Regions from separate parts of the Sus scrofa genome. Here regions 2, 3 and 4 are each linked to region 1. A link is a contact called in public Hi-C, HiChIP or PLAC-seq and promoter capture Hi-C data. All regions are on one chromosome and are shown on one strand. Each heading gives the region's core, a stretch centred on a gene start, on an enhancer-like site or on the middle of the called end of the contact. The rest is flanking DNA. Distances are from core to core; before and after follow the strand shown.

Region 1 (2,848 bases), core at 214-2,713:
CCCAAGTGACCAATGACACTAGCTAGGGTTTGGTCGGTGTGATGAAGAAAGAATCTTTCTGGGAGTTCCCGTCATGGCTCAGTGGTTAAGGAATCCCACTAGGAACCATGAGGTGGTGGGTTCGATTCAGGGCCTTGCTCCTTGGGTTAAGGATCCGGAGTTGCCCTGAGCTGTGGTGTAGGTTGCAGATGCTGCTCGGATCCCACGTTGCTGTGGCTCTGGAGTAGGTCGGCGGCTGCAGTTCCGATTAGACCCCTAGCCTGGGAACCTCCATATGTCCCTGGTGCGGCCCTAGAAAAGACAGAAAGACAAAAAAAAAAAAAAAAGAACCTTTCTGAGTCTGCTTAGGATGTCTGCCCCCTCCCATTTCCCACATGTTTTGCAGTGCGTTAGAAATACAGATTCCTGGGTCCTACTCCTTCAGTAAGTATGGAATGGGGCTCAGGGATTATATACTTTCAGCAAGAAAATGAAGGGATTCTTAACAACTGGGAAGATAGGAAACCACTTCACTCTAACTTCCCCCATCTCCCGCACTCCTTTTGGGGTTTGCGGTGGAACTGTAAAGCGTTGCAGGGTGCATAAAATACCGGCAGGTGGCGCTACCTGACCGTGACCTGCAGAGCGCGCGTCTCTTAGGGATAAGCCAAAGGCTCCAGCAGAGTGGGCCTGAGCGTGCTGGCTTACCCCCGGGCGGAGCGGCGAGCGCAAGTAAAGAAGGGGAGCACGGCCGATAGCTCGGATGCACTTTAGGTTAATGTGCACCTTAAGCCGTCCCTAGTAGGCTTTTCGGGCTTTGCAGGCAGAAAGGCGCAGTCCTCTCTGCACCTGCACGGAGCACATGGGAGCCGTCAGCTTGGTGTAGCGCTAATCCGGCAACTGGCGCCGCGGGACTGCAGTGCAAGTAGAACCAAACCCCGGGGCCAGAATCTACTACTGAGGCCGGAGCGTCGGTCTCGCGGATGGCCTCTTTTCATTGGCAGCCGGACGGGGGCCCCGCCCCCTTTCCTACAGCTCTCATCTGTGACTGGCTCTCGGCTCCAGCTGGCCACACCTCCTCTCCTCGCACATACACAAGAGTCACGCGCCTTTCAGCTGGAAACTTGGCGTGCCTGGGAGGACTCTGGCCTTCATCTCCCCACCCACTTACCTTGCCATTGGTCCGCGGCGCCCCTCACGGCCACACCCCCATTCCAGCCCCCTGGCTGGGAGGGTGGGCAAGCGCTCGTGGTTGGCTGGCCGGCCTGCCTCTCGCAGGAGCGGCTGGCGCGCCCCCCATCCATTCCCCCCTCCTGCGAACCTCCAGGTTCCTTAGCTGGCCCAGGCGGAGTCAGTGTCAGTCAGGGAGGCGGACTGCTAAGCAGTGGATGCGAACAGTGCTTTGCAGTCTCGCCCCAGGGGTTGGTGCCTGCGCTCGTGCCGCCGGGTGGGTAGAATGAAGCCGCAGCTGGAGCAGCCACCCTATGATTGGCTGTGGCGCTTGTGAACCCGAAGTAAAGATGGCGGGCGGGCCGGCAGCCGCAGCACTGCCCACTAGGAAGATGGCGGCGCGCCGCAGCCTCAGCGCCCGCGGCCAGGGGGTTCTGCAGGCGGCAGCGGGGCGGCTGCTGCCGCTGCTGCTGCTGAGCTGCTGCTGCAGCGCGGGTGGATGTGCAGCGGCGGGCGAAAACGAGGAGACGGTGATCATCGGATTGCGGCTGGAGGACACGAACGACGTGTCGTTCATGGAAGGGGGGGCGCTGCGGGTGAGCGAGCGGACCCGGGTCAAGCTGCGAGTGTACGGACAGAACATCAACAACGAGACATGGTCCCGCATTGCTTTCACCGAGCACGAGCGGCGGCGCCACAGCCCCGGCGAGCGCGGGCTGGGGGGACCCGCGCCGCCGGAGCCGGACAGCGGCCCCCAGCGCTGCGGCATCCGCACATCAGATATCATCATCTTGCCTCATATCATTCTCAACCGGCGTACATCGGGCATCATTGAAATCGAGATCAAACCGCTGCGCAAGATGGAGAAGAGCAAGTCCTATTACCTGTGCACGTCGCTCTCCACGCCGGCCCTGGGCGCCGGCGGCTCGGGGTCCGCGGGTGGCGCCGTCGGGGGCAAGGGAGGCTCCGGGGTGGCCGGACTCCCGCCGCCCCCGTGGGCCGAGACCACCTGGATTTATCACGACGGCGAGGACACCAAGATGATCGTGGGCGAGGAGAAGAAGTTCCTGCTGCCCTTCTGGCTGCAAGTGATCTTCATTTCGCTGCTCCTCTGCCTATCGGGCATGTTCAGCGGCCTCAACCTGGGACTCATGGCCCTAGATCCGATGGAGCTGCGCATCGTGCAGAACTGCGGCACAGAAAAGGAAAAGAATTACGCCAAGCGCATCGAGCCCGTACGCAGGCAGGGCAACTACCTGCTGTGCTCGTTGCTGCTGGGCAACGTGCTGGTCAACACCACGCTCACCATCTTGCTCGACGACATCGCGGGCTCAGGCCTCGTGGCGGTGGTGGTCTCCACCATCGGCATCGTTATCTTCGGGGAGATCGTACCCCAGGCCATTTGCTCCCGGCATGGCCTGGCTGTAGGGGCCAACACCATCTTCCTCACCAAGTTTTTCATGATGATGACCTTCCCCGCTTCTTACCCGGTCAGCAAGCTGCTGGACTGCGTCCTGGGCCAGGAGATAGGCACCGTCTACAACCGGGAAAAACTGCTGGAGATGCTCCGGGTCACAGATCCCTACAACGACCTCGTTAAGGAGGAGCTGAACATCATCCAAGGGGCGCTGGAGCTCCGCACCAAGACCGTGGAGGACGTGATGACTCCCCTCCGGGACTGTTTCATGATCACCGGCGA
Region 2 (2,716 bases), core at 97-2,596, 400 kb after region 1:
TTAAGTTAGAATGCTTTCAAGACATTTCAAAAACTATATTATTTGGAAATGCTTTCAAGACATTCAAAAGCTATATTATTTGGAAATGCTTACATGTATGAAGACATTCTGTAATGGTAGTTGCATCTATTAAGTAACCTTTGCAAATGGAACACAAGATGTATGGGGTCAGCTCAGAAAGGTTAATCAGGCGCTGCAAATGCAATGGAAATGGTTTTAAAATACAAGTCCTTGCCTTCTCAAACTAATACCAATAAAGTGTAGCTTACTTTGCAACATGGAAACTTGTTACAGTACCTACAACTCTTCAGAATACTCTCAAAGTTACAATAATAACACAACATAAACCGATGTTTCAAAAAGCTTTCACTCTTTGGATATATTGTATATTGCCAGATAAATGGCATCCTACTTTATGAATTACTGCGAAGTGGACAAACTTCCAGATACTAGTGTTTAATATATTAATTCTCACTACCTAGGTGCATTGCCTAACTTGATTAAGTATGCGCTGTCCCATTTTAAAAAGTCTTCCCAGTCAGAGATTGATTAGGTGGGGAAGGGTTTACCATCCTTTCAAGACCCTGTAGAAATGGACTGTTCCCCCGCCCGTCCCACTGCACACTCCAAGAAGGCAGGAGGACGGAACCCTTGGCGCCTTCGCCCCTGGCAGTAGTTTCAATAATGAGTAAGTCGGACCCAGAGAGCCTAAGCGACTGCAGGAACCTCACAAAATGAGTCGGCAGCGAATCGGGCTGGCACGGAAGACCAGTCCGCACCACAAGCCTAGGCAGGCAGCGCAGGGAGGGCGGGTCGACACAGGTGCCAAAGGCTGCAGCAGCGAGCGGGAGACCCCGCCGGGCCCTGACTGAGGAGGCCTCGCATGGTCGGACAGGGGCTAGCGATACCTCCTCCTCGTCCTCGGAGTCCGGCCGGCCCCCCTCCAACCTCAGCGAGAAGTGGCTCATCTCTTCCTCCTCCTCCTCCTCTTCTTCCTCATCCAGGTCTTCATCCTCTTCCAACTCCTCGTCCTCGTCCTCGAAGCGGCTCCTCAAACGGCCCAGGCTGCGCTCGGGCTCCAGCTCAGGGGGCCGGGAGCCGGAGCAGCCGGGAGCCCCCGCCTCGGGCAAAGGCGGCGGGCCCTCCTCACCCGCTGAGGGCGCGGGGGTGAGGGCAGGCGGGGAGACGGGGGGCGGCGGCGGCATGGCTGCGGCTCCCTCGGCCTTGGTAGCGCCGGCGTTGCCTGTCGTTACCGCCGGGACCCCCTCCATGCCGAGGGCAGAGACCAGGCGAGGCGAGACCAGGTGGCTGGATAGCGCGGGAGTTCCGCCCGCCTGCCTGAGCCGCCAGTACGCAGGCGCGGGAGGCCTGCGGAGCCCGCTGGGAACTGTGGTTCGTTGCTCCTCACCTAAGTCCGCGGCGTAGGCGGAGCCACTCAGGTATATGGGGCGGGGCTTGCAGGCCTCAGAGGAATCTCACCCATTTTTTCCTTTGAAAGGCTGACGCTCCCTTCACAAAATTGCTACCTCTCAGACAACAATATTCTCTTTGTATCACCTGATGTTCAGAGCACTGAAACAGATCCTATAACAATGTTGCATTATGAATAATAATGATTTCGATTTGAGTACCAATTATGCGTTTCTTCCATGCAAGGTTATTTCCATTAGGAAGTTAAATATATACGTTTACTTATTTGGAGGAATCAAATCTTGTATTTTTATCTTGCTACAGGATGAAAACTTAATCACCAAAGACAGTCTATTATTCCCTATTACATAAAGGAAAGTCAATTATATTTAATTCAACAAACATTTGTTGAGGATCTACTGTGGCAGGAAATGAGCCCTATCCATGCACCCCAAACCCCCAGTTTTATTAGAAGAGAGATTTGGAGTTGGTGTTCTTTATTATTGGTAAGATAGTGCCAACTAATGTCGGGTAATGTTTGGAAGCCAGATTCAGGGAGGAATCAAATGCTCCTCAATGAGATAATGCTGGGAGGAAATCACATTTGTGAGAGAATGTGTTGTCACTGAGTAAAATTAATGTTAATTTGGGAGCAGTAAACTGAAATAGCTCCAGGATTTGTCAGTCCTATGGTGTGATGGCTAGTTTTATGTGTCAACTTGACTAGGATATAGTATAGTTTTTCAATCAAACACATAGGTGTTTCCGTGAAGGTATTTTTGTACGTTCGATTAATATTATCATCAGTTGACTTTATTTTATTTATGTATTTATTTATTTGCTTTTTAGAGCCACACCCACAGTATATGGAGAGTCCCAGGCTTAGGGTCTAATCATAGCTACAGCTGCTGGCCTACGCCACAGCCACAGCCACACCAGATCCAAGCCGTGTTTGCCACCTACACCACAGCTCATGGCAATGCAGGATCCTTAACCCACTGAGCGAGACCAGGGATTGAACCTGCAACCTCATGGTTCCCAGTTGGATTTGTTTCCACTGAGCCACAATGGGAACTCCATCAGTTGACTTTAAGTGAAAGATACTATCTTTTATAATTTAAATAAAATTCATCCAATCAGTTGAGAAGCCTTAAAAGCAAAGCTGAGATTCCTCTGAGGAAGACATTCTTCCTATGGACTGCAGCATCAGCTCCTGCATGGGAGTTTCCATACTGTTCACTTGCCCCACAAATTGCTAAGACCTGCTTAGCAAGACCTAACAATCATGTAAGGCAATTCCTTGTAA
Region 3 (2,700 bases), core at 76-2,575, 410 kb after region 1:
TGGTGTAGGTTGCAGACGCGGCTCGGATCCTGCGTTGCTGTGGCTCTGGCGTAGGCCGGTGGCTACAGCTCCGATTTGACCCCTAGCCTGGGAACCTCCATATGCCGCGGGAGCAGCCCAAGAAATAGCAACAACAACAACAAAAAAAGACAAAAGACAAAAAAGACAAAAAAAGTGGGCTTTGAAGTCCTTCAATAAAAAATACAGAGATTTTGGGAGTTCCCTGATGGTCTAGTGGGTTAAAGATCCGGCACTGTCACAGCTGTGGCTCAGATTGCTGCTGTTGTATGGGTTTGACCCCTGGCCCAAGAACTTCTGCTTGCTGTGGTCATGGCCAAAAATAAAATAAAATAAAATAAAATAAAATAAAATAAAAAAATAAAGAAAGAAAGAAAAGAAAAGAAAAAATACTACAGATTTTATTTGTGGTGTAACAGAAAAGCCACTCTATGTGGTATAAGTGGCTTTGGCTGAAGTCCCAAACCAGACTCTGTGGAACTTAAAAGACAAAGCCAGGTAAAAGGTTAGACACCACAGAAGGAAACGGAGTGGCTGTACTTCTGCAGTCCCAGTTTCTGGGCTTCATCTGTATAGCTGGATCCAGTTTCTAAGACCTAATTCAGGAGACTGATGTATGCATCAGAAGTTTTACTATTCATAATAGGGTAAAACATCTTTCCAGGGAATAGTAAATACACCTGGGTTTATTTATGGCATTTCTCATCTAAGTTCTAAACTAATTACCAATTAATTACATATCAATTAGCGAATAATGAATTAGAAAAATCAGTTGAATGATCATGAGGTATAGGATGAATTTCCCCATCTCATAATTGTTACCATCTGAATTTGGTTTTTTCTCTCTTGGCCACTGCTGAATAAATGCTAACCAATTATTGTTCATCTCCCCTAATGCTCCTCCCCCCATGTTTCATAATCTTACTTTAAAAACAAAATTTTTTTTTTGGCTGTGCCTTGTGGCCACCCGAGCTGCTGCAGTGACAATGCTGGAGGCTTAACCAATGCAAAGTGAAGATAATAGTACTTTACGAGGTTGTTTAATTATATGAGGGCATATAATGTAAAGTGTCTATCGCAGTGCCTGAATATAGCCGGTCCGCAATAAACGGTAATTATCATCGGGCAAACAGAAGAGGCGGTCCCTCATCCCAACTTCCTGCCTTTTTGTCACTCACTTTTGAAAGTCGCTCTCGCTCCTATTCCTTTTTCTCCTTATTTCTCGCCCCTCCTACTGCCGCAAATTGCCTTCCAGAGCTGTCGTAAAACGCTCCTCCCCGCCCTCCATGTGGCGAAAACGCAATCACGCTTGACGGCGCGAGGTGGCTCAGCCGCAAGATGGCGGCGCTGGCGGAGGAGCAGACGGAGGTGGCGGTCAAGTTAGAGCCTGAAGGACCGCCGACGCTGCTACCTCCGCAGGCGGGGGACGGCGCTGGCGAGGGTGGCGGTGGCGCAACCAACAACGGCCCCAATGGCGGTGGCGGGAACGTTGCGGCATCGTCGTCGGCCGGCGGGGATGGTGGAACTCCTAAGCCCTCGGTGGCTGTGTCCGCCGTTGCCCCGGCGGGGGTGGCTCCGGTGGCCGCCGCTGCTCCGGAGGCTGGCGGGCCCCACGACCGACAGACTCTGCTGGCTGTACTGCAGTTTCTACGGCAGAACAACCTCCGTGAGGCCGAAGAGGCGCTGCGCCGTGAGGCCCGTCTGCTAGAGGAGGCAGTGGCGGGCTCCGGAGCCCCGGGAGAGGCGGACGGCGCCGGCGCTGAGACGGCTAGCGCGCTTCTCAGCCGGGTCACTTCCTCGGGCCCCGGCCCTGCGGCCCCAGAGCCTCCCGGCAGCGCCGCTTCGGGAGCCTCTGCTGTCTCGGGCTTAGCGACAGGTCCTGCGGCTCCGGGGAAAGGTGAGCCGCGGGGTCCCTGGGAGGCAAGACCGGCAAGTAGGAGATCAAGCAGGGAAGGCAGAGGCTGGCAGGCCTGCACCTCTGCGGGCTTGTTTTGAATTTCCTGGGCCCGCCTCTAGGGCCACATGCCCGCCCCTTTCCCTAGTGCGCCGGCTGCGCAGTCAAACCCTCTTCCTAGCTGTCAGTTCCAGAGAGAGGCTCTGGAGAGCTATTGAGCCCAGGGATGTACGGGGACGGTGGGCGCAGAGAGCCGGGGATGTTCAGGCTTTTGGCCCCTTTCGTTTTATTTAAGCTCTTGGGCCTTGTGCAGGGGTGTATTAGCACTAACAATATTTGTACAATATTGTACTAGTGTACTTTAAATTATGCATCTTAATTTTCACTGTTATACTGTGAGGTAGACAGTACCTCTATTTTAAAGATGAGAAAAGAGTCTGAGAAGAGCCCAGGGACTTGCTTTGACACAGCCAGAGAGTGATGAAATATAGTATAGCCAGTTTTCTCAAAATACAGGCTTACTATCGCTAGTGTTCCATCTTTTAGGGGAATGCAGATTCCTAGGCGTCACTTCGGACTTAGTGAGTCAGACCCCATGCAGGTGGACTCTGGGAATTTGCATTTTATTTTATTTTGCTTTTTAGGGCCACACCTGTGGCATATGGAAGTTCCCAGGCTAGGGGTGGAATCGTGCTACAGCTGCCAGCCTAAGCCACAGCAAGGCAGGATCTGAGCTGTGTCTGCGACCTACACCACAGCTCACGGCAATGCCAGATCTTTAACCCACT
Region 4 (2,716 bases), core at 112-2,611, 440 kb after region 1:
CACCACTACCTTATGTAACAAAAATTTTAATTTCTCTCTACACAATATAAAAGGAAGACTGATGTTTGCAATATTCTACACAGGGCTAATTCCGACGGTAGGAAAAGGTATAGTATAGGAATCACAATTTAGTCTAGGTCTTAGAGGAAGACTCTTGAAATGCTGAGTTGGAGGGGGAAGTGGGATGCTGCTGATAAATAACTGGAACAAAGCCTGGAAACACCTGGGTCTGCATCCTCAGCAAATCGCAGGTTACTTTGGGGCAAAGATCAGGAATCCTTGTGTTAGAGTGTCCTTCGTGGAGTAACTGAACTGAAACTTGCTTTCCTTTTGAGTCATACTTCAGCTTAGACAGATAGTAATGAAGAAAATTACCTAAGACTAAAAATAACCGTACCATTGTTAAATGGTAGCCTATGGCAAAGTCTAAGCGATGGGGTCTTCACTTTTGTTTCTAATTGAGCGGCAAACTACTATTAAATATAATCAATCTTTCCATTCCTCTCTTCACCGATAAGTGGGCACTTCAGAAAAGGCCCAAAGCGACCAAATGCCCTCGCTACTTTGTTTTCCCGATACTGTTTTTTTCTGTCTGACTGGACGTTTACCTAGAATGATGAGTGAGATTACGAGGCAGAGACGAGTGAAAGCTGCTCAGGTACCAGAAGCAGCTTCTTGCACTGCAAGGAGTTTACAGTCCTCTTCTGGCTACCTTCTAGGAAAGGTCTTCCCGCTGATTGAACACAGGCTGCATCTAACCAGCGGGTCTGGCGAACTGCAGGGGCCCGCCTACGCTCACTCCTGTTTGACAAAGGCTGCACCACAACTAAAGAACGCCTGGCTGGCCAACTTCCTAAACACAGCTCAGTGAAAACAAACTACTATACGCATACATGGGAAAGGAGATTAATTCGGCCAGAAGTTCTCATCCAAAATTACGTCACTCGGTGACCTTGGCGGACTCCCTTCGCTGCGGACCTTTTTTCTTTACCGGAAAATGCATTTTAAGGGCCTTTACCTCTCACTGAGGCTTCCTAGCCACTATCCGACCCCTCGCGGCCATCATTTTCTCCAATTCCTTTTCATTCACCCCCCCGTCTCGCCCCTCCAAAGCAAAGACCTCGCGGTGTTCCTGGACCAGAAAACAGTCCTATTCTAGGCTGGCCCCATAAAGTGGAGGCGCGAGGTCAGAGCCCGGTCTCCCCTCCACACCCACCTTCGAAAATGCACAAACTCCGCAGCCTGTGTCCTTCAACGTATCCAGTTGCCCCCTCGCTCCGGCCGGAAGAAACCTCCTCCCCCGCACGCGTTCAACGGGCCTTACCGACTCGGCCCTCTACGTCGATTGGCTGCGGCTCGAGGCCCGCCCTTCCGCTTCCGGTATTCAAATCTCCTCCCTCGCTCTGTAGGACTCCATAGTGTAGTAACGGAAGTGGGGCGCAGAGCCCGCCCTCGCTTCCGGCAGGGCGGAGTTGGGCTGCTGGCGTGCGGGTCTCCGCGTGTGTGATCACAGTGGCGCGGCCTCCGAAGTAGAAGTGCTGGCGTCCCTGGCTTGGTGAGTGTGGGTAAAGGCGACAAGGGAGGAAACGTCGTGGCTTCCAGGTCTGTTCCAGAACTAAGTCCTCCAGGTCCCTACCATGCACCCGCTTAGAAGCCGGCTTTGCTTGACTTGCTCCTGTAACTTTAGGATCTGTCCCCTGAAGGTAGCTTAATTCTCTTCTTTGCCGCTGGATTGCTGCTTTACTCTTTTGAAACTTCAGTTTCCCCTGGTCTGAAATGAGATTAAGGGTCAAACTCCCAGGAATCTTGACCCCACGGCACTTTCTTATTTTTTCGAAACATATCTATCCGTTCCTGATTCCAACTCCTAGGTTCATTTTAGGTCCTCGCCTCTTTCACAGTCTCAAGCCTTTCTAGATTCCTATTTCCAAGTGTCTTTCAGAACCAACCCCACTAATCTTCCGTTCTCGTTTATACCTAGTTCTGGTTCTCATGATTTCTGTTGTGCTGCAATTGAAGCCTTCTACCAGATTACCTTCCTTCAGTCCTCTCTCCTCCAGTCCAGTCTATAGCCTGCAGTCTTTTTTTTTTTTTTTTTTTTTGGTTACTGTTTTATCTTTTCCTTTACTTAAGGCTCAGACTTGCCAAAGTAAATGTTAATCTATTCACGTCTAATGAGAGCTCTGAAACAGAAAGCCCAAGCTGTCTTTTAGAATTTAACTCCACTTATTATGCTTTTTATCACTTTATGGTCTAGTTGAACTTTTCTCCAAAGGAAGGCAAGAGCAAGCCTTTGAACAACAGTTTGACAGACATGATGCTGATGCTTATCAAAATAATTTGCTTTTTCTTTTCCCATGCTTTTCCTCACATTCCTTCTGCTTTTCCCTTTCCACCTATCAAGATTCTATTTATCTTTTAACACATAGCCCAAAAGCTTCTTTTGTTTTCCTCTTTTACCAAAGCCTCATTATTTCCTGCTTCTTTGTTGATAGTTTATAAATTGATTTGTATTTTAAATTATTTGCATAATTGTTCTTAAAAGTGTGTCTGTTCAGAGTTCCCTTGTATCTTATTGGGTTAAGGGCCCACCTTGTCAATGCTGTAGCGTGGGTTCAGTGCCTGGCCTGGGAACTTCCACATACCACAGGTGCAGCCAAAAAAAAAAAAGACGAAAAAGTGTGCATATGCTTTGAAGGTAGGGGCTTATATATAT

What was found. Promoter capture Hi-C pulls out the DNA fragments that hold promoters and counts their contacts. A called contact is a pair of places that touch in the nucleus more often than the background predicts. HiChIP or PLAC-seq counts read pairs in DNA pulled down with a chosen protein or histone mark.
Region 2: a contact with region 1 is called in a Hi-C map of embryonic fibroblasts, with 7 times the contacts expected there. The contact joins the promoter of PCGF6 here to the promoter of CNNM2 in region 1. A contact is called at or near these places in 2 of 5 promoter capture datasets (liver and skeletal muscle), 15 of 47 Hi-C or Micro-C datasets (adipose tissue, alveolar macrophages, brain and 8 more) and 1 of 2 datasets of contacts at active chromatin or transcription factors (alveolar macrophages).
Region 3: a contact with region 1 is called in a promoter capture Hi-C map of liver, with 4 times the contacts expected there. The contact joins the promoter of TAF5 here to the promoter of CNNM2 in region 1. A contact is called at or near these places in 1 of 5 promoter capture datasets (liver) and 1 of 2 datasets of contacts at active chromatin or transcription factors (alveolar macrophages).
Region 4: a contact with region 1 is called in an H3K27ac HiChIP or PLAC-seq map of skeletal muscle, with 5 times the contacts expected there. The contact joins the promoter of USMG5 here to the promoter of CNNM2 in region 1. A contact is called at or near these places in 2 of 5 promoter capture datasets (fetal liver and liver), 1 of 47 Hi-C or Micro-C datasets (embryonic fibroblasts) and 2 of 2 datasets of contacts at active chromatin or transcription factors (alveolar macrophages and skeletal muscle).

What each region holds. Positions count from the first base shown.
Region 1 is chr14:113,888,686-113,891,533 of Sscrofa11.1, forward strand. It overlaps CNNM2 (metal transporter CNNM2), which reads left to right and starts at 1,464. Exons shown (of 8, transcript XM_001929243.6): 1 at 1,464-2,848. The coding sequence starts at 1,464.
Region 2 is chr14:114,286,111-114,288,826 of Sscrofa11.1, forward strand. It overlaps PCGF6 (polycomb group RING finger protein 6), which reads right to left and starts at 1,347. Exons shown (of 27, transcript XR_002338753.1): 1 at 909-1,347; 2 at 94-193.
Region 3 is chr14:114,303,238-114,305,937 of Sscrofa11.1, forward strand. TAF5 (transcription initiation factor TFIID subunit 5) reads left to right here and starts at 1,326. Exons shown (of 11, transcript XM_021073484.1): 1 at 1,326-1,915. The coding sequence starts at 1,357.
Region 4 is chr14:114,326,156-114,328,871 of Sscrofa11.1, forward strand. USMG5 (up-regulated during skeletal muscle growth protein 5) reads right to left here and starts at 1,362. Exons shown (of 4, transcript XM_021073491.1): 1 at 1,217-1,362. It overlaps PDCD11 (protein RRP5 homolog), which reads left to right and starts at 1,428. Exons shown (of 38, transcript XR_002338761.1): 1 at 1,428-1,555.